Regions from separate parts of the Larimichthys crocea genome. Here region 2 is linked to region 1. A link is a contact called in public Hi-C data. All regions are on one chromosome and are shown on one strand. Each heading gives the region's core, a stretch centred on a gene start, on an enhancer-like site or on the middle of the called end of the contact. The rest is flanking DNA. Distances are from core to core; before and after follow the strand shown.

What was found. A called contact is a pair of places that touch in the nucleus more often than the background predicts.
Region 2: a contact with region 1 is called in a Hi-C map of muscle, with 5 times the contacts expected there. The contact joins the promoter of cep57l1 here to the promoter of foxo3b in region 1. A contact is called at or near these places in 2 of 7 Hi-C or Micro-C datasets (both in muscle).

What each region holds. Positions count from the first base shown.
Region 1 is chrXI:8,731,390-8,737,471 of L_crocea_2.0, forward strand. foxo3b (forkhead box O3b) reads left to right here and starts at 2,453. Exons shown (of 4, transcript XM_010735397.3): 1 at 2,453-2,763; 2 at 3,099-3,826. The coding sequence starts at 3,269.
Region 2 is chrXI:8,869,429-8,875,999 of L_crocea_2.0, forward strand. cep57l1 (centrosomal protein 57, like 1) reads left to right here and starts at 3,577. Exons shown (of 11, transcript XM_010735402.3): 1 at 3,577-3,802; 2 at 4,365-4,515; 3 at 4,601-4,783; 4 at 4,895-5,016; 5 at 5,208-5,321; 6 at 5,406-5,483; 7 at 5,781-5,867; 8 at 5,967-6,041; 9 at 6,152-6,414; 10 at 6,508-6,571. The coding sequence starts at 3,782. sesn1 (sestrin 1) reads right to left here and starts at 740. Exons shown (of 10, transcript XM_027283994.1): 1 at 627-740.

The sequences.
Region 1 (6,082 bases), core at 1,203-3,702:
TGATTCACGCTGGCTTAGAGGGGTGGTCATAGTCTCCATCCTCTCTGGACCACAGTCTTGATACCCCATGCTGATGGAGGCAAGATGGAGAACAGCTCACCTTTTGTCTCTTTCTCGGCTAAAACAGGAACAAAAATTGATGGTTGGCTCCAAAGAGAAAAGGTCTGATAAACATGGATGAAATTAAGTTTTAATAGAGCACTGCTGACAATACCAGTATGTTAAACACTAAGTGGAACTCAGACATTGTGCTAATACAGTTATTCAATCTGGTTCTCAGCCCACTGGATTGTGTTACGTGGCTCCAAGCTGGAAGACGTTGTGAAGTCTGGAGTGCAAAGAAAGAGTAATAATACAAATAGTTTGTGGCTGTATGTTTGTTTGCTTACTAGTGTTGCACATGCATGCATTGTAGCATCGGATACAGGTTAGATTAACGAATAAATGGGCCAAATGCCAGATATATACTGCAGCAGGTTATTGAGGGGACACGTCTGACCCTTATTTTGTTCCACATGACATAGATCCACACGTTTAATAAACCTCATTGACTGTCATACATGTGCAGGTGCGTATCTATCAATATATGTATACACAAAGAATCAAAAGCATCCAAACATTAAAAAAGATAATGGGTAACTCTTATGATGCGGTCAATAAATAAATGCTGGTGATGTTTAAGTAAAGAGAGTTAAAGCTGCCCTTAGTTACACGGCTTAGTCTTGAGACTATTTTAAAACCTGGCTTCAACTAAAGGTTTAAAAAGAAAACAAAATAAATGATCGCCAACAGCAAATATTCACACAGAATCATACTTAAAATGATCTTCTACCATCTAAAAGCACTGAGAGTTTACTCAGCATGATGTGAAGTCATTTAAATATCTGTCTGATACAGTTGGTCACGTACAGTTTTTCTGCACACACACACACACACACACTCAGACATCCTAACCTCTCTCTTTGCATGCAGTGAGCAGTTAACTCTATAGTTCTCTGCAGGAGTCAAACTGCTGCATCAGGTATTCTTTTTGATGTGAAGGGAACAAAAACTATCAGATCACAATGTGTGTACTGTATGCCACCTATCTCCTGTAATCCTGTACAGTAAGGACTCCAGACTGCTGTAAATAGGCAATGAACACAGATAAACAATGTCCAACCCAGCAGAGCATGTCTGACAGCCTGTGATGAAGATAAAACACATGCACGACACACTCTGTTTTAGCAGTGACAAGACTGTTGCAATAACAAAGAGTGCACATATGATACAATAAAATAAAAATATATTATTATGATGTCAAATCGAATAATAAAAAAAAAATATGGATGTAGTCATCACAGTCACAGCGTGATGTCTTGTTATGGTCAGCTGTGGATGCGCATTCCTGCACAGAAACCGCGTGACGCACGCAGGTGGACGCGCACCTTGCGCGTCTGGCAACCCTCGGTGGAACAAAGAAGATGTGGACGAGGCTGTTTTGATCCGTGGAGGAGGTGGAGGAGGGAGGTCCAGAGCATCACTTACAGGATGGAGAACCATCTAGGATATCTGCCCCCTTATCTCTCTCTCTCTCTCTCTCTCTCTCTCTCTCTCTCTCTCTCTCTCTCTCTCTCTCTCTCTCTCTCTCTCTCTCTCTCTCTCTGGCTAATAAACTGCATGACGTCACCCTAAACGTGCACCAGAATGGGGGTGGGGATGAGGGGGCGTGGCCTGACGCGCTGTGACAGGCGTGATTGACAACCTGGTTCTCTGATTAAAGGCACAATCAGTCAGTGCAATGAGAGAGTGACGTGAATAAAAACACATAGGAATGGGTGTTTATGAAATGCTTGCAGCACCCTCATGTCAGTAGCACATGATGAACACATATACAAATGATACTGTCACATTTAGAGTCATATGCATTACATATTTACCTAACCCTGGTAGAATTGAAGTTTCATATCTGATTAAATTCATTATTGCTGAACATATTTCTTTAAAATTTAAGTTTTGGATTATCTCTATTCCAACACTGTGAGTTTTCTTTGTCTTCTATGATATTAAACTGAATATTTTTTACATTTTTGGACTGTTGGTTGGACACAACAAGCTTTCTGAGTATGTCAGCTTGGACTGGGAAACTGATGAGCTGATGGAAACCTGTAGCACACCTGTATCCTGCACACTAAACTGACATTTAAACACTATTTTACCAACACAGTTTGGCTGTGACACTATAAATATGTATAAAAATTAATACATTAATCCATTCTAATGGTTCCCCTTTCCCTTTACTGTCGTGTCCCTGTATTTCTGTGTCTATAACCAACATGTCAGGACGTATCCCAGCCTCCACCTGCCTACAGACCGCTCCGTCCTGTTGGACTGTAATGTCTCTTTAAAAGGCGATCCCATGCGCAGGATCCAGGGGGCTGGCCCTTGATCGACTTTGCGTGTGTGTGTGTGTAGGTGTGTGCATGTGTGTGTGTATGTGTGTATGTGTGTGTATGTGTGTGTGCAGCGCTGTGTGGAGAGCAAATCGAGATACAGTAGTAACCCAGAGTGAGGTGGCAGTCTTATTCCACATCGACACTGACTTGCCCTGCACACATCCTATCTGTCTCTTTATCGTCTCAGACCGCACTTGGAGGAGTGAAAGAGGAGAGAGTCAAGATGGCATCTGGAAGTGGTCGTGGACAATCCGGGATTTAGTCTCTCTCTCTCTCTCTTTCTTTTTTTTATTTGGTACCACGGAGCGCAAGTGACTGGCCGTGCAAGGTATTTCATTTAAAGTGTTGGGAGCGGATTTATTTCCCAGAGAGATGAAGGTTTGAGCACTTTCTCCTCTGCCATTGATCTCCGCTGGGTGGATTCAGACCCTTGCACCAGGACGGGATTTTGTGTAGAGCTGCTATTCATGTGTTTCATAATGAAGTGAGGCTTAGGAGAGGAGAGGAGAGTCGCTTCATTGAAATCTTGTTATTTTTACGCACCGTACCTTCATTGACAGAAATAGGTTAAGGAGGCACACTGAGCTGCTGTGTTGTGTCTTTCAGGCTGTGCTCTAGCTGAATGTGTTGGCTTCATTGTTTCTGTCTTTATGTCCTCAACAGGCGTTCACAACTAAGTTGCTGTTGGCCCTGTCGGGACTTCGCTGGTGTGGAATAGCAACAAAGGACGGGAGCGCGCATTCATGGGACGCGACTTTGACAGCTCTTCATTTCTTGTCTTGTAACTTTATTACCTGACACCTGGGACGAGATTGTGACTGGAGCAGGAGATAATGGCCGAGGCTCCGCTCCCCGACACACTCCCGGACTTGGACGTGGTCATCGACCCGGACTTCGAGCCCCAGAAGCGGCCCAGATCTTGCACCTGGCCGCTGCCACGACCAGACTCAAACGCGGTGAAACCAGAAAACCATGACACAGATATTATACCCGAAGAAGAAGATGATGATGAGGATAACGCCACCCCTACAGCCATCAGTGTCAATGGCTCTGGCTTGGCGACAGAGGACCAGAGTAGCAACAGCCCCGTAGCCAATGGAGCGCTCTCCTCCCCCGGCCAGGAGAGCGGAGGCTCCCCGCTTTCAGCGCACTCCCCGGTGGCCACCTCTGGCGCGCTGACTCCCAGCAGCTTGGCTGCCCAGCAGACCCCGAGGAAGGCGTCATCTCGCCGTAACGCCTGGGGAAATCTCTCCTACGCCGACCTGATAACCAAAGCCATTGAGAGCGCACCGGACAAGAGACTGACACTGTCTCAGATTTATGACTGGATGGTGAGATCCATTCCTTACTTCAAAGACAAAGGAGACAGCAACAGCTCTGCAGGGTGGAAGGTAAGAGTCGTCCCACTCACTTACTCACTCACCAACCCACCCAGCCCCCCTCCTTCCTCCATCAAAACAAAAACAAAAAGCATGTGGCTTGTAAACCCACTGACGCACACACACGCACAGACACACACAAGTATGCCAGCGCAGTCCTGTTTTTACGAGCGTCTATTTGGAAAGTCTGGCACTCATTATTCCTCTCATTATCATTCTAATGGAAATTACAGATCAGTCCAAAAATGTCGAGCAAATGAGAAAAAATCACATGAGGGAGGCATTAGGGATCATTAATCTCTTTACGCAGGGTGGGCTTTGGTGACCTGCGCGTAATTTGTCATTTAAATTGACCAAAACATGATGTGTTGCACTTTATTCCCAGACATTTAATGGACAAATAGAGTGGTGGCGGTTTTTAAATTGAAACTGCATCAGATGCATTCCCTTTGTCTACTTTTATTTGACGTCTCTGATGAGATATGTGCATGATATTCCTCTGCGGCCACAGTCACAGTCACATGGCTGGAATTAGAGCAAACAGAAACGTTGTAACCGGTTTGTCTGGAAACACAGTAGCCTATTTTAGAGTGACGCAATCTCGTTTAAGACTTAAGAGAATGATACAATTACATGAGACAGTTTACTGTAGAGCACATAATCCATTAATTAGGACAAGGAGCTGGATGTAAACAAACCAATTTAACAATAAGACAGCGTGGAAAAGTGTGAATCCTGAGAAGACACCTCCTGCAGGCAAACAATCACTGTAAAGAATCCATGTGGCACACTTATGTGGTTGTGAATAGTGAGATTATTGTGACATAACGCTTTATAATTAGAGACTAAATAAAGTGTGATAAGAGTTTTAAAAAAAGCATTATGTCTATTTTAGAGTGATGCAATCTGTCTTTCTGTCTACTGTAACCACAGTGGCATTACCCTGTTTGCCATTTGTTATGTAAACCCTGGCAGGGATCTGTCAGTCTCCTGGGTCAGGTAGGCGACTGCCAAGGTTGCTGATCTTGCCATGGGGGGATTACATAACCACTGAGTGTTTGGGTGAGCTGTTAAGGGTAATATATATATTTTTTAAGGCAGCTATCTGGTCACCCAAAAAGACATATGGGACCCATGAAAAAAAAAACAGAGAAGGAGAGATGCACAGAAGGTCAGAGAGCAGAGATTAACACCCATCAGAGGCTGGAGGACCAGTCCCATGGGTGCGTGGAGCCTATAGGCCATATTTTATCAGGGCTTCTCAAGTTTTGCTATATGATATGCTTCAGTGAAGAGCAAAAAGGGTGGTTCTGTTTGTGTGTGTATGTGTGTGTGTGTGTGTGTGTGTGTGTGTGTGTGGCCCAACAAGTCAAGGCCGGGTTCACCGTCACCATGCAGGGCTGTTACTCCTGGAATTTCGGGCATGAGGGCCAGGCTGTCGGTGGTTTAGTGTTACCCATGGTCTGTCAATAAATCTCATCTGCAGCTCGCAGCCTTTTTTAGTTTACTTACAAGAGACTCTTTTCACTACAGACCCACAGAGATGTGGCAACACACAGCATCACAAATGAGTTCAGTCGAAGCAGAGACTCTCCTGTAGGGTGACAGATATCTGCAGGTTCTTCAGCATTAAGGCATGTGCATGCCACAAGCTGTTAGGTTTTACAAAAAAAAAAAAAAGCCAGGTGTTCAGAGGGCTAGCTCCTGTACGGGGCCTTTTTTTTTCAGAGCCCCTCTCTGTCTCTATTTCACTCTCAGAGACTCTTAGGTTTCACCTTCACACAGAGCCGGGTTTGAACACCTACGGTTTCATGCAGCCAGGGCACCTTTGTTGAGGAGATTTGCTGAGCAAATCCTAGTAATCCCCCTGGGTTTCTCTCCCAGGTTCCCACTTACGTCATTCTATTTCATATCTTTGTCAGTTAACCATTAGCCGCGGTAAAAGTAGATTAAGACGGCCAAGCATAACACCCGGAAATCTTTTTGTCACCTTAGATTGTCTTTAACCAGGAGATGCCCCCGCACAAGCTTTAAATAGTAACACCAGGTTTGGTCATTTACTTGTTCTTACACAATGAAGAACTACAGTATGTCAGCTATGATTTAACGCTGACCTCAGTGCTGTCGAGTCATGTCAAAGATAATGATAAATAAGAAAATAAATGTATATTTCTAGTAAAATATTTGTATTGGTATTAAAACTCAGTTATTTAACAGAATTTCAGAGTCTCCTGCGATGTTTAAGATCAGAGGTGTGCCAACTTTTCA
Region 2 (6,571 bases), core at 2,327-4,826, 140 kb after region 1:
TCACATAGATATCAGAAGCAGAATAAAAGGTAAGGAAAAATCTCTGTGTTGCTTAATTTACAGTCACATGCACATGGTATATTTCATCATATCACCCGACCCTGCCCAGTAAATAACTCTTTAAACAATAAATTGAATAATTCTTGAACAGAGCCAATATTAGTCGGACTCTTGCAGAAAAACAGGGATGATTTAAATCCCAAATTGTAACAGTGCACTGTTAAAAACTTACAAGTAAAAAAGAAAAAAGAAGCCTGGTTAAAGTGCAGACTATTTACTCATGACACAGGCCATCATAATCTGGCAATTAAAGTGTTATTGCCTCACATTGCGTTTGCAAACGACACTGAACGGACGTTGGTTAATGGTTAATGACTTTTTATTTAAATGTTAAGACATATCAGGATAAAAAAAATAAATGCACAAATACGCAACTTGTCATTTAAGTGAGCTCCATTCAATCTCTCTCCCCATGTCTTCTCCTTTCGTGTCAAGGCTTTTCCAAGCTGCCCGTTAACAAAGACACCACTCAAAGTACAAAACACAGCCGCGGCGGAAACAACATTCCTGCACACAAACCTTTCACTGTGGACCAAAAACAACAAGTGTCACTCTCAAATACTCACTTTGTCCACATTCTCTGGTGCAGGTCTTCTGCTACGGGACGCCTTGACACTGCACTGACCAGTAAACGTTAGTCCCTGGGTAGAGACGAGAGGAGGCAACAATTTGAGGGTGAACGCTTGATTGGCAGGGATCGCCGGCCAATTAGGGAGCGCTGTTGACAATAAAGGGGCGTTACCACGTTGATGCTGACACATGATTGGTTGGAAGGTAGTTGCCAAGCTCGCGGGGGAAGGTTTTATGGGAGTTGAATTCTCTTCGTTCGGAGTGTGTTTTCAAGCGGAGCTCCTCGGAACTACACCTCCCATGATGCCTTTCGTCGCCACCAGCCACCCCCCCCTCCTCCTTTCTGTTGTTTATCAGTAATAACTGAAAGAAAAGGCAGAGGATAGAGTTAGACAGAGGCGTTAATTTTATATTTTATATAACCGTATCTGTGTATAAACTGACAAACCACACACTGAAACACGTGTTCTATATAAGAGAAGTCAAACTTAGATTCTGTTGTGGCATGTAAAGACAAAGGGGCTGTCCCTGACAAATAAAAAAAACAAAAAAAACATTTACATAACATGCACAAATATGCAAAGAGAACTATTTCTAAAAGAAGTTTTCCAGAAAATGCTTTTTTTTTTTTATCTCAGTGCAGCACACCTGCCACGCTGCAGACAGGCTCTTTGGTTATTTGCATACCACTGTGCAAATGTTTACAGGGTGATTGATTGATTTACTGCCTCGGCTAACCAGAAATAGCTTAAATGATTAGAAAATAGCCCCAGCATTTATGTTTAAATTTGTTATTTCTTCACAAAATGTGATGTATTTTAGTGTCCCATTTTGTAGATCACAATCTATTTCTTACATCACATACAGTAATCAAGGCCACAGCTGGCACTGTGAAAGATATGTGTGTGCTTAAAGAAGAATTATAATATTATGTGTAATATGTGTCACTCTCAACTTTGGAGCCTGTTTTCTTCCCTCAGACCCGCCTCAGTATTTCTAAAATCCTGGCTATAGAGCTGTTTCACATTTCTGCCAGCAGTTTTGCAATGTCTTAGATTTTTTTGAAGGGCAAGTGTATTATAAATGAAGTGAGCATTCAAAGAATTTCATCTAAAACAAATCACTTTGAAATAACTTGCAACTGACCTTTATGTTGAAATATTTTACATCTTCACATAATTTGATGTCGCTTCCCATTTTGCAGATCACATTCAGTAGGGGCTCCTTCTTACATCACATATATTAATCAAGGCCACAGCTACCACTAGCGTGTTATAAATGCAGTGAGCATTCACAGAACTTAATCTTAATAAAGGTGCAGTGTGCTGGATTTAGTGGCATCTAGTGGGGAAGTTCCTGATTGCAAACAACTGATGACCACTCGGCTCACCCTCCCGTTCAAACATGAAGGAGAAACTAAGGTGCACATAAAACCAACAAAAACCACAAAAGGTAATATCAAGAGTCAGTGTTTGATTTGTCTATTCTGGGTTTGTAGAAACATGATGGTTCAAAACGACAGACTCTGTGGAAGAGGACCCTCTGTAGATATAAAGGGCTCATTCTTATATACACAAATGAAAACATAGTTAAACTCCATTTCTGCCAACAGATCCCCTTAAATGTTACACACTTTGTTACACAAATCACTTGTGGAAAACATTTCAACATTTTAATTGTATCTTGCTAAAATGTTTCTACACTTTACATTTGCCCCAACGTGGAGTGGGTGTAAGCTTATGTTGTTTTAGTTCTAGTTACAACTGTTACAACTGACAGGTTATTGGTTGAAAATATCTGCATTTTTTATTAGTAAGTAACTTAAGAGACTTAAAATAATAATTAACTTCAATCAAAAATAGCTTAAATGATGGCGATGAATCTTGAAATTTACATTTATGGATGTGAAATTTCCCAAATAAAATATAGAGGTTGACAATAATACAGTTTCTTTTCTTTGTATTCAAAATAAGTAATAATGTTTTTTCCCCTCAATGCTGTTTTGTTTTACACGGTAGATTAGATTAAATTAGATTAGATATTCTTTATTCATCCCACCATGGGGAATTTTACTTGTTACAGCAGCAGAGAAAAGTGTAGCATACACTACAGAATTAGGAAAAAGTAAAAAAGGCACAAAAAACAAACAAACACAATAAACAGACAGAAATGAAACAGACAGAAATATCTATAACCTACGCAATAAACACGAAAAACAATCAATCTTCAAAACAGACAGGTACTGAGGAGACCATGATACAAATAATAATAATATTGTTGCAAGAGTAGTGACCATAATATAAATAATATTACAAAAGTAAGGGACCATGATATAAATAATAACTGCAAGGTATATGTGAAATTAAAAAAAGAGTATATAGTTCTCAAGTTCTTTCCGAAATGTAGAAGTTTGTGTAGTGGCCATTTGTCAACAGAAAACAAAACTTTAAACCAAACAAAATCAAAAGGCCACTGATGCACCATGGGGATGTGGTTTAACGCAGGCAAAAGAAGATTAATGTCCAAACTGAATGCTGAATCGTTTTGTGATGATTTATTTCAAAATAATAAAAACAAACAAAAGAACAAAGAAAACCATGGGCCCACCCAGGTGCCTACCTATCTAAATAACCTCAAGTGCCCAGTATGACCCATTTACCAAAAAATAAACCAAAATACCAACCCTGCCAATCTAAATATCCCAAACAAATAATAAATAAACAAAAAACAAAGAATATTAGCAAATCTAAATAAAGCAAACACTTGAATTTATCAAACAAACTTACTCATAATTAGATAATTAAATTTACAACTAAACACAACAAAGACTAACTTCACAAATAGCTCCTACAGTGTGTATTTGTGTCACGCTGAAGTCTGGAGGAGCAGTGAGGAGCAGTGAGGAGGACTGGAGGAGGAAACAAACAGTGCGCACTCACTGCGCAGGCGGAACCTTTTGAGACGAGGGCGGCAAAGAGGAGGGAAATTTAAAAAGTCCGCACCGCCTGCTGCTGCTGCTGCTGGCGGTGACAGGACAACTGAAGTCTGTCGACGACATCAGTTAAATTGCTACATGAAGAAAAAACAAACATTTAAAACTCCCCCAGGAGAATAATAAACACAAACATATGATCCTCCTCTTTGCGCCAAAATGGAGGCTCACTACGAACAGGTAACGTTCGACGACCAGCCGTTAAGGAGCCGTTAGCTCCGAATGTGGCTAACGCGTTAGCTCCAGCTTTGTTTACGTCCGGCGAGCTGCCTGTGTTTAGCTGCTCCGGCTGTGTGAAGGAGCCTTTCTGTCGGTTTGTTTCGAGGACGGAGGTCACCACAATTAATTTAACATTATATATTATATTCGTAAACAATTCTGGTTGTTTTTTTGCTCGCGTAACGTTAGATTTCTGTGAACTTTTTAGCAGCGTAACTATGGGTTTGTTGTTGTTAAAGGTCGTTTAATCGGTCAGATTTGTAGTTTACTAACAGCAACTGTCATGTTCACTCATTTTTAACTTTTACACAAGTAAAATCCAGCTCCAAACATTAAAATAAGTACATTTTTATTGTTTTATATCACTGTAAAGCGAATATTGTATTGGTATTGTGGTGTCAGTGTCAATCCATTTGAAGACCTCATCTTTATGAGGTATTTTGTTAATATTTTCTTTGCTTTTTAAAGACAAATAATGCTGAAATCAATCATTGCAGTTTTTTCCCCTCTTCTTGCTTTGTAGATTTTAGACTCACCCTCCAAAAACAGTTACATTGGGAGCTATTATCAGCCTCCGGACAGGATGCTACCCGTACCAAGAAAGCTGGATTTCGCTGCACAACCCTCCACAAGCACGGACCCTGACACGAGCAGCCCTAATATTGACAGCAGAGGTACGACACAGCCATTATGTAAAGCTTACTGTCTTAGACAATGGCCACGTTCTGCTGTAATCACCACACGTGCTTTCATGTTCAGCTGTTGTTGATGCACTGAAGACCCTCCAGCAGAAAATCAGGCGGCTGGAGCTGGAGAGGAAGCAAGCAGAAAGGAGCTTCCGGCAGTATTCCCACGATGCACAGAAACAGGCCACAGCATCTTCCAGCGTGCCCAGTCAACCAGCAGCCAGCCTGCCCGAGTCAGACAACTCTGGCAGGAAAGGTGAGTAATGGATGATGCAAAGGGAGAGGCCACTGCTGACATTACGTAAATAAATGCAAAGTGTTTTCTGTGAATCTTCTTTAATGGTCGTGTCTGTGTTGATGATAACAGAGCTGGACTCAAAGCTGCAGTCTACAGAGGCCCGGTGTAAGGTTCTAGAGAAGCAGCTGGACTACATGAGGAAGATGGTTGAAAATGCTAAGAAGGAGAGGAATGCCATCATGGAGGATCAGGTAGTCCAAAGGCGTTAACGAATCTTTCTTTAAAACTATAAAGCTGTTATTATTAATATGTTTTAATATGAGAACTCCTTCACAGAAGCGTGTACCATTACCTCCTTACATCTAGAAATACAAGGAAGTAAAGGAACACAGCGTGTGTTTGCATGTTACTAAGCTGTCATGTAATCTGTTTACCTCTTCAGGCTTCGCTGCAGAACCAGCAGCCGAGCAGCTCAAATACCCAATCTCAGCGGGAGAAGCTGGAAAAACTTGAATCCGAGTGTCTCAAACTGAGTAGGACCCAAACTCTGGCAGAGGTATTTTACCGTGATTCATCTCAACACAAGTCATCACAGGCTGCGTGATAAGATTAATTATTTCTGTGCAATTTTGCTTTCCAGATGAAACTTGCCATTCTGGAGCAAAAACTACTGAAAGAAGAGCACGAGCGTCAACTTGTGCAGGAGAAAGCGGACCAGGTCAGTCCACAGACACTTCACTTATCGGGTCAGCTCTTTGAAGTAACAATGACAGGAAGTATCCACAGTTCCACCTTGTTTTTTTTCCTTACCCCAACATGCACACATTTCACAATAAATGCAGAAATTATGTTTTTTTTTTACTTTTACTCTCTATCAAGTGTTCTCTAGTGGGTTATAAGTTACATAAAATTCACTGTCTAATCATAAAATGCCATAAAAGAATCAAAGAAAGGAAACAAAGAAAGAAGGAAGCTTTTACTGACTTTAATCATGCTAATATTGTCGCGTCCACAGCTGCAGAAGGAGTTGGACATCAACTTTCGATTGTCTGTGTCGTCTTCTGAAGAGAAGCCAAAGAAGAAAACAAAAAAGTCCACCAAGGTGCTTCTCTTACTGACAAAGCTGATTAACAGTGTGTATTTAGTTGATAAGGACAACATTTGTTTGCACAGTAGTGATAAGAGCTGTCTTCTACCTCAGAAAACCTTGAGACAGAATGAGCCGACGTCACCAAGTCTTCCGAAGCACAAAAAAATGCCGTTTGTTGCAGGAACGGTACGTCAGTTCTTATGCTCAGCACTAACTAAAAACCACATACTACTCACCGTTTCCCTGTTTTTGATTCCTTTTGATTGTTTTTTTTTATCTCCCCCTACCTGTCACAGTCAACAAGCCCAAGCCATTCAGTCCACGCCAACATACAAAGTATACTCCACATGATGAAACACCATCAGCCCCAACTGTGCGAACGAGTGAGCGCTCTGCAAAAATCTGGATGCGGAGCCAAGAAAAGCCTCCAAAAGGATTTCTCTCCATCTTCCACCACTTCGCACAAACCTGACAGGGAGCCTGAAAAATTAGATCAGTCACTGGGCTCGCTTTCTGATCTGCTCTTGGCTCTGCAGGACGAGCTAGGACAAATGAGCTTGTGAGTCAGCTTTTTTATTTGTTATTTTATTTGACTTTTTATTTTTTTATTTTACACATTTAGTTTTCTGTTTCTGTGTTGTTTTTGTGTCAGCGAGCATCAGGAGTTGGTGGGTCAGATAGATGCAACCCAACATCCCGAGCAGAGGAAAGATCTG